Regions from separate parts of the Drosophila melanogaster genome. Here region 1 is linked to region 2. The links are chromatin contacts, called in public Hi-C maps. All regions are on one chromosome and are shown on one strand. The core of a region is the stretch at or near the end of the contact, and the rest is flanking DNA. Distances in the headings are between cores, read along the strand shown.

Region 1 (6,584 bases), core at 3,863-6,362, 69 kb before region 2:
GGCGTCTAGCCGTTTTTGAGATCCCCATACCCCCTTTTGCCTTACCGTTTTTCAAACGCTTTTGTTTGCTCTTCCGACTGACGCAGCTAACTGGATTCCGTTTGTGGCTTAGATAACATTTGGCAAGCAAGCGGCAAGTTGATGTCAAATTTCTGGACATGCAGCGAAAGGTTCTTAAATTAGAAAAGCGTGTGCTGGCAATTCCTGTGACTTCGGCCACCCCTTTTCGTTGCGGTTCAGGCCAAAGTATTTTCACATGTTCACTGACTTGGCCGCAACTTTGGCTTTGGGTCGTTTCGTCTTGTCGGGCTTTGGCTGCAGTTGCTGTTGCTGTAGCTGTTGCGTCTATTAAAATGCTATTTTGACTGGAGTAGTTTAACCGAACAAGGGGGCGGAGGACAGTCATCATCATTTCGAGTGCTGAAAAGCATTTTTATGTTCTCGTGGCGTCAAGTGCCGCAGGAAGAGGCCGAAAAACAAGAACAATGTTGATGATAATACTAACAACAACAGTCAGCCAGACTGCAACTGCGCGGCGTGCAAATAATGCAATTTGTGCAATGCGCCATCGCAAACGTGGGAGTCAAATGGAAAACAAAAAAAAAAACTTGGCTCTGGAGCTCCGGAGACTGCCACATTTTAGTAGCTTCCCCACTGAGCAGCCGGGCCAAAACCACTGTCAGTCAGTCAGTCAGTTAGGCAGTCAACCAGGGTGCTGCAGTTGCAGTTGCAGTTGCCGCAGTTGCAGTTGCAGCAGTTGTTGTGTGGCCAACGTTGATTGCATTCTTGGGGCTGCCGCTGCCGCAAAACAAATAAGTGCATTTAGTGTTTAACAAATGTTCGCTTTTGCGCTGATGGCGATGTTGATAAGAGCGGGCAGAATGGATTAACAGCAATAAGCCTGGTCCGATGACAACCGCGATCCGGCGACGACAATTGATAAGGCCCCCGCACGAATTATGATGATGATGAGAGTTTGTTTGCCACGACTAACACAATGTTGATTTTATGGGGTTCCACAAGTTGTATGCACTGCGAAAATTGTTTTCCAAATGCTTAACTAATCTATAAGATTTACTGTACAATCTATATGCTTTTAAAAGCAGCTAAATTAGGTTACGAACAAAGTAAATTGATTGTTCCTAGGGTGTAGTAGAAAATCCCAACAAATTTTATATTGCTATTCCCAATTTCTTGTTGTGTTTGAGGATTTAATTGTGTGTCAGAGCAGGCCGCCAAATGGCAGGGAAATGAATTGCAATCTCGTCCGGGGCCATAGAAATTAAAGCGCATTGAAACGGCGGCCGTAAAGACCGGCTGAAGGCATTTGAGCCAAAACGCCCACGCCAGGCAGGCGAAATTTCACCGCCACCAAGGCAAACACACTCGAAAACCTGCAGCCAAGTGGATGTGGATGTGGAGCAAGATCCGCTTGGACATGGACATGGACTTGGAGGTGGTAGTAATGGTAGTAATGGTAACCGAAGCCGCTGCAGGCAGACAAACGAGCGACAGCGGCGGGTGTCGCTGTGGCGGTCTGCATTTAAATTAAATTAGAGCTGCCAGCTTTCTAACTGTAACAATGAGTGATGCACGCACTAAAAGCTGACGACCAGCTCATCAAACGGCGCTGTTCGGCCGTAAATCAGCCAAAAGAGAGATGTCTTGGCCATCAACGACGATTGCAATTAGCCAGGAACCTGCCGGTCCCACTCGGCCCCATCGATACCAATTGAAATTGGCCGCAGAACCCGATTCTGGCCATGACCGAAGTGCACAGACTAAAGAAGTGAGGCCAAACGGAACGCCCCCGCCAAAACGATCGCCGTTTTATGGCCCGTCCAGGTGTCAAGTAATTCGTCATGGCTTGTGGCAGGTCGCCGCCGCTCCGTCCAGTTCAGCGTTTAGTCTGGTCCATTCCATTCCGGTCCGGTCTACAGATCCGTTTGCATGCAAATTAGAACAAGCTGGAAAAACACACGACCGAGATGCTGACGCTGACAAACGGATTTGGCATGCACCTGCAACGCTCCGGTTGGGGATTTCGATGGGTATTTGTATTTGGAGCTGACCCCTGAGCCCCTAGTCGGCTCAGCCGGCTTTCACATCGCCAGCACTTTCAAGTTCACAGACAAATGGCTAAGCATTCGATTCGATTTACTTTTAATTTATAATTTGGCAAACCTTTTGAACCGCTCTTCGGCTTCCAAATGGAAGCAGTAAGGAGCAGGAGCACCGGCACTCGATGTTAAAGAAATGAAATTGTCGATGGCCGTCGCCCTGGCAATTTGTGGATTGCAATTTCATTTTATACTCGGTTCCGCATCATTGCCATGCACCGGTAGAAGCCCACAATGGCTTCCCATTCATTCCAAATGCACTCAAACACTTGTAAAAAATTTTGAATATTGCACTAACGAAATTGCGATGTCGCACAAGAAACTCCCAGATAGGATAATATGATAAATACTTAAAGGAACAATTGTAAAATATTTTTGAATAATTTCAAAGTTTATCAAATATATATTTACTAGCTTATCTAAAAGCTTAATTTATACTAACCAATTGAGTTTATTTAGAATACAATTTTCATTAAAGCCTAAAACTCTAACGTTGAATTTCACTCAGTGCAACTATAACAGTGAGCAATAAAAGTAAAATAGTGCAAATAAAATCAGGTCAAATGGCGCTCACTGGGCTCCATTTTGGGGCCAGGCAACCGCACGTACATGAGGACCATTTGCTGGCCAGTTGGGAGCAGAGCCACTAATCCCAGCTTCCCATGGATGGACACTCCTTTCCCAAGGCATGACCCTGGCAGCATTTAAATCGCAGCTTAATTGACTTTTGTGCCAAAGACACAGCTGCGTATCCCCACAGGCGAGCCAAATGCGAAAATGCGGGACGGGTAGATGGATACAGTGAATATCGTGGATATAGTGGAGGCACCGCTGAGTCAAGTGTGTCGTTGTCAAGGCGACGTGGACAAGACATCAATCATCACTAAATTAAAAATGGGAAACGTTTAAGATGCCATCCATGGGCCATAGAGGCGGTGAGAGCGAATGGGAGGTGAATGTGGGGATCGAATCCGAATTCGATCCTATCCTATCCGATCCGATCCGAGGCTCATAAATAATGCAATAGCCCAGCAGTAGAGGCAACAGCACCAGCAACATCTACAGCAAATGTCACATTAAACAGGCAATATTAAAGCTGAAAAGCAGATGACACCGAAATCATGTTAGGCGGCACTTGAATGAGTATCAAACGGCAGCTGCCATAAACACACAAACACACTGTCGCGAATGGCGATTCTGTGCCAGGAGCACCACTTGGCCAAGTCTGAATGCCCAAGATCCAGCCATAATATCCGAGATCCCAGCGCCGACTCCTGGAGACAGTCGTTTTACACTTGTCGCCGGCAGTTACCAAAGTTGGCAATTGCCGCGCCACTTTTATGTGGCCTCCGCCTCTGGGACCTGCGGACGGATCAAATACTCAGCTAGGTGCAAACGCCGCACGTCAATTGCTGCATTAGGCCGCAATTCCGATTCCGACTGCGATAGCAGTACCGCTACACTCAAAAAATTCCAAATTCCAAATTCCAAATGAAAAAATGCATTAATATATTGAGTCAATATTTTGAGCTGAAATTTGTAATGACTTTTACAAGCAATACTTTAACTTTGGGAACAAGGATTAAGTTAAGCTGGTGTTTCGGAATACTTAATTAAACATTTGGTATTTCCTCTCAGATGCAACCTAGAGTAATTATTTTTTCTAAGTGCACTATCACCCATCCCAATCGCAGCTCCAATTCCGAATCCGCGCAAACAAGTTGTCATTGTCGCGTTATTTATGACAATGTTCGGGATGTTTCTGTTACCCTTTTGCAGCTCGCGACTCCTGCAACACTTGTTTATGTTAATGCCGTTCGGTGGTCCATTGGGGTCTCACCTCTCCAACTGACTCCCCCTGCACACCCTATTTCCCCCCTTTTTTGGTACCCCCCGCTCTAGTGACAGCGGCTGGCCATTCAAGTGTCCGTCAATTGGCTTCGTTAATAGAGTTCGAGGCGGCAAGTTCGTGCTGCCGGGAAGCTGACCAAAAGTGGCGGGCGTGTGACAATTAAATTGTCAAAGTCGCAACCTTTGGACGTGTGGCAAGTGTCGCCTGTCCGCTGAAACAGCTCATCCTGCCCCTCTCTCTTTTTTCGTATAGTTTTTGAGCTCCTTTCAATTATGATTTGTATCTGAAGTTTGAAAATGAAAATATATTCTCACAAGCACTTTTCGCTTCCTTTTTGCCGCGATAAATGAGCCTCGATAGCCGTAATATCCAGGCGTGGCCGACCAGGAAATGTGTGTGCTCTTTTCTGTTGCGGCTTAATGAAATTCATATAATTTTATTCAATTTCTTATCAGTCCGTTTTCGCCCTAAGCAGTGGCTTGAAAGAGCATACAAGCTCTCTTAACTTCACTTCTCTTTGATCGTTAAGACGCGGCTGACTTCGCAGCCGACGTCGTTCCAGACGCCTGACTTGAAACCCCCTTTTTTATTGGTCAAAAGCAGATCGGCAACTGATATTGCAGCCAACTGGAAATTAACCGCTAAGCCAGTCGCTCTCCACTGGAAGGCCCCACCACAGAGAATGGGCTAAGAGAGCGAGATTCGCGATAAACACGAAGCAACGAACGACGCTGGCAGCGATCGGTGCACAACAGGTTTTCATGGCTTAGCGCTTTTAGCGGCTTTTTTTTCCAGCCAGAGAGTTCGGGCCGTGTTGCTGTTGTTGTTGTGGCTGAGGTTGTGGTTGTTGGGGTGCTGGACTGTATTACTCGGTCAGTCGGTCTTCGAGAGGTTGTTGCCTGTTTTTGCCGAGAGATCTTAACGTTTTGCAACGCTGCTGTTGCTGTTGCTGCTGCTGCTTCTCCTGCCGATGTTGCTGCTGCACCGGCATTGCAACGTGTTGCTGTCGCTGCTGCGTCGCTGCTGCCATTGCTGCTACTGCAGTCGGGCTGTGAGCCGATTGCAATTTTTATCCTCTTGCAGTTTCTGTGCGACTTTCTTGCGGGACTGTTTAAGCTGTTTGCGACTGCGCGCTAAAATACGTTCGCAATTTTAGCTGAGTTTGTATTGAGTTTTCTCGTTTCGCTGGCGAATCGCGTGCGCGTTTTTTGTTGTCGCGTGCGCGCGTTTCCAGGGCGTTTTGCGTGCGATTTTCGTCGCTATTGTGGACCTGGCCAATGAACTGCGCGTATATCGAAATGGAAATGCTTTTTTCGTTTGGGGGCCGAATGAAAATGAAAATCCCGCCTGCAGCTGGCACTCAAACTTAATTTGTTACTGTGTGGCTACCTACTGAAAATAGTGCTCGTAAAAAGTCTGGCCAACAGTAAAAAGCTATTCAGTGCGGCCATAAAACCAAATCAAAACATATATGCCAGTTTGTAGCCCCATATGCCCTATGCCAAGACAAGACTAGCATACATATAAAGTAATATTAACAAAAGACAAAACTCGTTTCGATCGCCGACAAAAAACAAAAATACACGAGAGTATAAATAAATAAAAAGGCAAATTAAATTAAATTTATTTTTAATTACTCGCTGGCCAAAAGATCACATAAAGAGCGTGCAATAAAATATTTGTATCAGTAAATTAATTATATTGTATATAGAAAAACATGTTGCAATAAAGCGGTCTTTTAATGGCACACAAATAAAGAAACAGAGGCTCTAACTAAGTCTCCGATTCAGCTTCACTTCAATCTTCTCGCCGGGCGAAAAAACGAAAGACTTAGGCAACGAACGCGCTGCCATTTTGTGGTGTCATTTGTTTGCAGCAGATAACGGCGCTTCGGGCGCCTCCGAATTGCCAAGTGATAGCAGCCGTAACAAACTAATTGACAACTCAAATCCTGCCGGACCGCACAAAAAAAAAAAACAAAACTAAAATACAACACAAAATAAAAAAAAAGTTTAAAAGAAACAATTGTTAAACAACGTTTCGCCTGCCACTCGGACTGTCGGTTTGTCGGCTTGTGGACCTGGTCGGCAGCACCACTTCAATCAAATCGCTTCGCTGCCCCAAACGACGACAATTGCCAAGTGTGCCGCTTAATGTCTTCAAATGCATTTCACCAACACAGCCTGGCTGCTGCTGCTGCACAACAACGAAAAAAGAAGCTGAAATAAATTTGCATAAATATTTCACTTGCCAGTTTTTGCTGCCAACCACATCCGCGTTTTATAGATTGAGCCTGGCTAAGATATCCGAGTGTGTGAGTGTGGTATCGCGTGTGTTTTTGTGGCCTTACTACTGCGAGCCGCGATCACAAGGAGATTCTGGGGGAGATTCCGATTCCAATTCGGAGCAAAGAGCCGTCAAAATCGTATTTGCCCTGCCGCAGGTGAGTTGTGTTGAACCGGAGCTTAAGTCGAACCGTTTGCTTCGGTTTTACGCGTTTGTAATTGCATTTTATGTGCAACTGCCGCCCATCGAGTGCTGAGCTTTTGCCTTTTGGCCAATGGAGATTTATCAATTAGCAGAGACAGCGATTTCAAATACAATTAACTGAC
Region 2 (7,523 bases), core at 82-2,581:
GGGGATAAATCGCACCCAGAGCAATTTGGACACTACCATTTTGCACGGAAGCAATTAAATCACGAGCCGGAGAAATGGCAGACTCATCAAAAGGATATGGTTGAACCAATCTGCAATTATAACGCTGTTCAAAGCTCTTCATGAAATTACCAACAGGTCCTGAGAAAATCAGTTTTCCCTCCAAGTCACGATAGACAATCAGTCGGGGTGAAGATCCACCCAAGGCAATCGGTACCTCATAGCCATGAAGATTTTCCAATCGTTTTTCGAATATTACGGTGCTGTTGTCCAAACGCCTCTCGATAAACTGCAAGACGGGGAAAGGGTTGTAGCTGTAGACAATCAAAGACTCCTGAAAATATAGGACAAATCCCACAGGGCGTATGATTAATATTTCATAATGACATTTGTATGTTTCAACACATCAAAAACAAACAATAAATTATTTCACAGACATGAATTCGCTTCACTACTTTTTGATTTTCTTAATAGTCCCCGGGACTTCTACGGCACTCAGACATGGTAAGTTATTTTTATAGCTCAAGGAGTCCTACGTAGTAAATCTTTATTTTAAGAGAGATGCTCTTTCATCGCAAATCCTGGCCCTTGCAAGGGAAATTTTGAAATGTTTGCCTATGACATGGATAACAATGTATGCGTAGAATTTATCTACGGTGGTTGTGGCGGAAACCCGAATCGTTTTCAAACTAAAAAGGAATGCATACTTCTATGTAATGCTTTAGCTGATGAAGACGAATACCTTATTGTTTATACTGACAAAAATGAACAACAAATAACAGATGGCACGATGTCAGAAGAAGGTTCGGTAATGACCACGAAAAGAGAAAACACTACACTCTCATATTAAGAGGTTATTAATTAAGTAATGATTTACAACTTACCATAAAATCTTGAGCAATGGCCACGACCTTAAGTAGCTGATGGTGCCAACACCATTCCAACAACGAATTTACTCGAATTGTCGATTTCCTTATAACCAACAGCACTGGTTGTGTGTTTAGCATACGTAGATTGCGGTATAAAATTTCCAGTATGTCTTCCGGTGAATCGTTAACAAAAGCTATTGTAAGGACATTATGTGACGGATTTTCAAGCAAGCTATAGGTTTCCCTAGAGTGCTCTTTAATTTGAAGTACGGAAACAGGAAGTTGCCACAAAATATCTAACCAAGTCGTATCGAAGTTGCCCAAAAGCAGAACATATTCAATTTTAAGTTCACGATTCAAATGATGAATTAAACTATGATAGAAGCTATCCCCGCCAGGACTAAGGAGAACCAAGGCGACTAACAGTAGGTGCAACTGACCCATTTTGAATGTGGGAATAGTTGGTCCACTTCCAACTTATATATTGTGCTTTCAACTGCCATTAACTGCACCCACGGGAGAAGAGGTGTCACGACCATCTTTTGATTTATTTAACGTCGCCTGAGAGTTTTTTGTCATCACATTACAGTGCCATTAAGTTGACATCTATATTATAGTAATAAAATAATATACATATGTGGCTTAATTTATACATCCTTATTAACTGAACTGGGGTAAGTACTTTCAATTTACAAGTCTCGTTGATCGCCTAAAGCTTTTTGGCACGTAATATTGGTTATGCCATGAAAATGTTACAATCAGTCTTGTGGTCATTTTGAAAGGCTACTAAACCGACTAACGATCCCACTAGTAGCGCCATTTCCTCCTGTGATGAAGACGTTTTCTCACCGTTTTCAATAAATACGAAAACTAAAACCGCCCACATAGTCATTTGGTTTTTTAAAGAAGACTCAATTGGGTGTTAAGTTCCTTTCAGCTCATAGTTGTGTTCATTTATTAGTCATTCGATATCTGCTATTAAGTATAGTTATTTCATTGGCGTGTGATGAGTACTAGGAAAACAGTTGGTAGCCACTAGATTAAGCTTTAAACTATAAAATAAGGATTTATGTATAAATTATATTTATGGATATAAGTTGGGAAGGGGATGATTGTTTTGAGGCAATAGTAAAATGCATATATTTTAAGAGTATAATATCTTCGGAGTCTTAACTTAAGCCCTATTAATTTTTTAATCATTGAAGTTTTACAAATCCATAAAGAATTAATTCCATTGAATAGCAAACAATAGCGAGGCTAAATCGAGGCACAAATCTCATTCATATGCGATCCCCCTGACAGATGATCGCTCTTAATGATGCTGCCAACAACAGCATCCACTCGGCTCATTATATTTTTCAAGCAGTTATATGTTTTGGTGCACTTCACTGGATTTGGCTGATGCGTCAGCACTTGACCCGCACTCAGCCCCATCTGGTTGAATTCCCTCCGGATCGTCCTCATTCTCCTCATCCTCCATCTGCTCCACCTCGCAGCTCCAATACTCCGATTCCCAGTCGTAGACTCTGTCCCCTGCTGTTGTCCGCCAAATGGAGTTGACGTTGACGTAATGCCCCGCCACTTGAGTAAGTCTCACTCACTCGGCCTTTTTTTGGCTTTTGTCATTTCTGGTTGCTGCTTCTGCTTTTTTGGTATTTTTTTTTTTTTTTTGTTTTGTTTTGATGAAGTGCATCATCGTCTGGGGCTGGTCAATTAGCTGCACATTCCGCGTATCTCGCACAAAAAGAGTGGCAGCGTGGAAAGCTCAACATGGCAGGGTTGGTTTCTCATTTTTTTTTTTTTTTTTTGTCATCAGTGCTTATGTTAAGTTTTTTTATTTTTGTTTTTTGGAGGTCACGTAGAGTCTTTAATTGGCTGGCATGGGTTGCGTATGCGATGTCAATTTAGCGAGCAGAGTCAGAGCCCCAAAGTTCATAAGTGCCCAAGCGCATTCTTATAAAGTAATCTTTTGCAATGCAGAAACTTCACTTAACCCACTTGCAAAACATGCCGACTACTTGTAAGTGTGTGTATTTACTACAAGAAGGAAGTTTTATTGTCATTTTTGTATTATTCTGTATATAATAACTACTAGTGCAGAGAAACTTAAAGTTTCTTGCTATCGTTATTATTTTAACAACTTCAGTTGAATACATCATAGAGCCAAGGGAAAAGTTTTTTTTTATGATTAGTTGGCATCGTAAAAGCGATAACTCATTTGCATTGTGAGTCGACCTACTCTGCGGCACAGATCGCCCGGAGTGTCCTTACTCCTGACACCGGCAACCTGGTAATTGTTTCTGAGCCCCAAAAAAAACTGAAAACTTCCTAGTGCGCTCTGGCCGAGATCACGGCCCCGTTCCATTCGGATTGAGGCAGAGACACTGCCCCAGGAAAGTAACTCATATTCGGTTATGTGCTGCAGAAATTCACAACTGGAACCGTAATGCAAGTGATCGTACATCCGACTCTTTGGGGCCTTTTGTTGTCCAGTTGTTCAGTTGTACAGTTATTGTTGCTGGCCACGAGACATGCACGAGCCAACTGTAACTGTAGCTCACCCGGAAAATCCCCCAACTCCCTCATAAGCAAAACAGCCAAAAACAAAGACAGACTCAACCAAAACGGTAGCCTTTTTGGGGGACGGGTCCCGATATAACCAACAGTACAGCAGAGATTCAGACCAGGCCTGCGATGGTCTGGTCTGGTCTGGGACTCATTGAAAAGCGAAAGATGGCCAAATGGAAATGGTGAAAATGGCAAAAGGCCAAAAGCGGACTGACAAAATATTTTCGCATATGATAAATGGCACAGTTTAAAGTAAGTCGAGCACTTGCAATTGTCCACGTACCCGAACACAATGTAAATTTCCACCAACCGCTGACCATTTGCGCCAGTTTTTCCGCAGCTGAAGCTAATGGTGCCACACTAAACATTGCCACAACCATAATCTTGGCATTTTTCGCTAGGTCGCCGCTGCCCGAGTGCCTGATTTATGAAAGGGCCTCATAATTTAGCACAAATATGGTCATAACTTTTTGGCTTTTACTTTTTGGGGGCTAGGGAGCTGCTAATGAAGCGGCATCGCCATCCGCCGCCAGAAACCGAAAACCAAAATCTGGCAAAAAAAAAAAGAAAAAAGTCGCAGTCGAGGCGAAACAAAAGCGCCCAGAAAACTTCCAGCCGAAACTCATTTAAGTGGATGGCCAGCCGATGGCCACTTGTTGCCATCGTTTCCTAGCAATCAGCAGTGAACGTGTCACTCCTAACTGGCCAGGAACAGACCAAGTCGGGATGCACTGGAAAATATTATAACAACTAATCAATGGATGATATTTTAATCCTCTTTGTAACACTTAAGTTTTAGGTTTGTTAGTGTGATTATTCTAACAGATATATAGCTTTTCAAACTTTTAATTTCATGGATAAGTTTATATGTTCGCTGTACTCTTCATTTTCGGCAGTGTTGACTGGACCAACCATGCCGAACCGTGCCTATAATCATCATCAACATTACCAGCCGCCTGCAATGTGGAGCAATCACGTCCTGGACCAAAGCCACCAAACTGAGCCTGGCCAGCGGCTCCTGCTCTCGACCGCCGTACTCCAGCCAAACTTCAATAAATGTCACTCCTCAAGCTTTGCATCTAAAAATTGATGACAATAATTTGTTGCATTTGCCCGAGGGGGTGTGGCAACTGGCCAGCGCCGATCGCCAGTTGGATCCCAGTTCAGTTCAGCTTAGTTCAGTCCCCAAATGCCTTGGACAGACGACCAAGTTGACTCGGAGCTGAGCTGCTCCTGCTGCTGCTGTTGCTGCTGCTGCTGCTGTTTTCAACACAATTTATACAAAGTGTCGCAGTTTTTGGCGCTTTGCATTTGTTGCTGACAGACTGCCCACCTGCCCGCCCCGCGGAAAAGCGGCAACGGTTTGCACTTTGCCGATGCAAAAAAGTAACATAAATTTCGTCATTTTGTCACAAGTCGTTTGTATACGATACCGCTGCACCTAGAAAAATACAGCTTGAATTTTTGAAAACTTTTTGAAAATGGTTCCCTGCACCAATTGCCTTCCTTAAGAGGTTGAAAGTTTCAAAAAAAAAAAACCCCAATAACTTTCACCCACGAAATTCCGCTCATTAGTCACACATTTTTCTGCAAGTGTAGCTTAGCACCAGGGTTAGCGGGCTGGTGGTACTGGGCTGGGCTAAATCCGTTGCTGCTGATTGCAAAGCGATTTGCCGAATTGTTTCCCCCACAATTCCATAAAAATCAACACACTCCTTTGGAGCCCGTTCGCTGTTCGCTTTGATTTGATTTCGATTGCGCATTTTTCAATTTGATAAATTTATTGAGTCGCGGCGGGTTAACAAATCGCCAGCGATGCCTGGCGAGGATAAGAAGGAAGCTTTTTGGGGGAAACCCAATGCACGAGTAATAACCGAAACGATCCGATACTCACTCCCCTCAGGCTCCAACAAAGATGGCACCATATACGTACGTGGGCCTATATGGCCATGGCAATCGCCTTGTAAATGGCATCAATTGCGACCTTTTGGCATTCTTACGGAAAAATTTCGCTAATGAAACCGATACCTCAAGTGTCAAGACACGATCCGGTTCGAATTGCCATAGGTTTGGCCTGCGGTCAGTGGCTTCTGGCCAGTGGCAGTAGTGGCATTGGTGGCAGCAGCATTTACCACACTCCGGCCAACTTATGGCAGCCATAAAACTGTTAAGCACAAAACATTTGCCACATTGGCACCTTTTGGCCGAAAGCAGAAGAAATGGAGCACGCACGTGGCAACTGCCCCGGGGCGAAATTGGATGCTATTCTCGATCGGAGGAACCTGGACTCCTCCATTTGGGGTCGCAGCTGCAGTTCGGTTATGCGGAAGCTGAATCCAATCATAATTTGAAGACTCTTTTTGGCCAACACGAGTTATGATCGCTTTCAAGAGCAATGCCATGCGGCGCTAAAGTGTGGTAGTCGAGCGAACAATTCGTAATGGGATATCTTATGCGATTTAGATTCCCCTGAGATTGGTAGAAAGTCCAATATTATTTTCAATCTTAATAACAGCTAGGGGTCATGGCTTAATTTACAGACATACACGATAGGATAAAGATTACATTACCGAGATTTAAACTATATTGTGGATGTCATAACCAACTAATCAGCCAAGGAGAATTTCTTAAAAAAAAGTATTTATTTGCATTTGAATTGTAGTCAGGAATACGCCAAAAAACTCCGAGGGCTATTTTCCTTAATCACTTTATGAGGACAGCGCTTACAACCCATTCCCGCCGAATGACTAAAATTATATACTTTAGTTGATTATTTCATTACAATGCCGACAGCCTCGCAATTAATAAAAAATAATTTGTTGACAACAGACACTTGCAGATGCGCCTGAAATGCTCTTGGCCAAAAGAAAACACGTCAAGCAATCGTTCAAAGTTGTCTCGGAGCATTTTGGATTGTTGCTGGCTGTGTGGGCGTGGGGCAACAAAAGATCTACGGACACACTAGCAACTTGCAACATGCAACACTCGCTTCGGTTGGACGCCGATTTCTTGGGGCTCAAGAGTGGAGAAAAGAAAAAAATCCAGCCAACGGCCAACATGTGTACGTGTTTAAACAAATACAATTTGCAATTATATGGCAAGCAAATCAAGTTGAAATCAGCATGCGATTTCCACCTGTGGCCGGCGTCATAATTCGTGGCCATGTTTTTGGTCATAAATCTAGCGATTTACAATTATTTTTGTGCCTTGTTTTGTTTCGGCCTCGCTGGAAAATAGAAAAGCAGCAAATGCATTTCGTGGCACAGTGGGGTATGGATATGCATACATCGTGTGCCCGCCAACAACAAAAGGCAAAAACGGCAACAGCCCCTAATGTCCATTATGGTCATTTCGTTATCACTTCCCCCAGAGCCGAACCAACGAGGAAATGTAGACGGCGTCCGTGATCCGCTGACAGTCATAAATTTGCATAGGTTTTGCAATAGCCTTAAGAAACTGCACACCACAGACACTTCCCTACCCTCCCCCTTTGGGAAAACACATGCTTGAGAGGCGAGTAAAATGGTTAAAAAAAAAAATCGGAGGATTCAAATTATTTACGATGACGCTAACGATCGTCGACAGGTGGCGCTACGCACTCTGGTGCCATCCCGTTCCAACCCAACCCATCCCGCTCGCTCTTTGTGATAACGCAGTGCGTGGCTGTAAATTGATTTTACGGCGCCGCCCGTGTTGAAGCCCCAGGCAGTCACTCTATAGCTCCATAGCAGCCCCATCTCTACACCTATTCGTAGCCCCCCATATGCATACATACATACATACATAGCTAGATAGCCCATTCAGCTTGTCTAAATTATGCAAAAGACAAGTGAAAATTTGCGCTAAGCGGAGCTTTTGTTAGCACTAAAGAAAACGATCATGCAGTAATATATTAATTAATATAAATGATTAAAATATTTTATTACATTCATAAACTCCTTCAGTATCTTTCTTATGGTGCATAATATCTTAAGCTTTAAATGTTTTTTTTCCATCAATAACACTTACTTATCAACGTTTAGTATTTCTCTCGGTACAATCTCAAGCATCTCCCGCTGTCAATGGGGC

The links. A called contact is a pair of places that touch in the nucleus more often than the background predicts.
Region 1: a contact with region 2 is called in a Hi-C map of the OSC cell line, with 1.9 times the contacts expected there. The contact joins the promoter of CG4374 here to the promoter of Ir94d in region 2. A contact is called at or near these places in 37 of 107 Hi-C or Micro-C datasets (the Clone 8 cell line, the Kc167 cell line, the OSC cell line and 17 more).

What each region holds. Positions count from the first base shown.
Region 1 is chr3R:23,470,806-23,477,389 of dm6, reverse strand. CG4374 reads left to right here and starts at 5,112. Exons shown (of 4, transcript NM_142889.3): 1 at 5,112-6,415.
Region 2 is chr3R:23,396,616-23,404,138 of dm6, reverse strand. Ir94d (Ionotropic receptor 94d) reads right to left here and starts at 1,331. Exons shown (of 2, transcript NM_001144627.1): 1 at 903-1,331; 2 at 1-352. The coding sequence starts at 1,331. It overlaps CG17380, which reads left to right and starts at 411. Exons shown (of 2, transcript NM_142888.4): 1 at 411-522; 2 at 576-1,531. The coding sequence starts at 456. The coding sequence ends at 868. lncRNA:CR44323 (long non-coding RNA:CR44323) reads left to right here and starts at 4,361. Exons shown (of 1, transcript NR_125237.1): 1 at 4,361-4,900.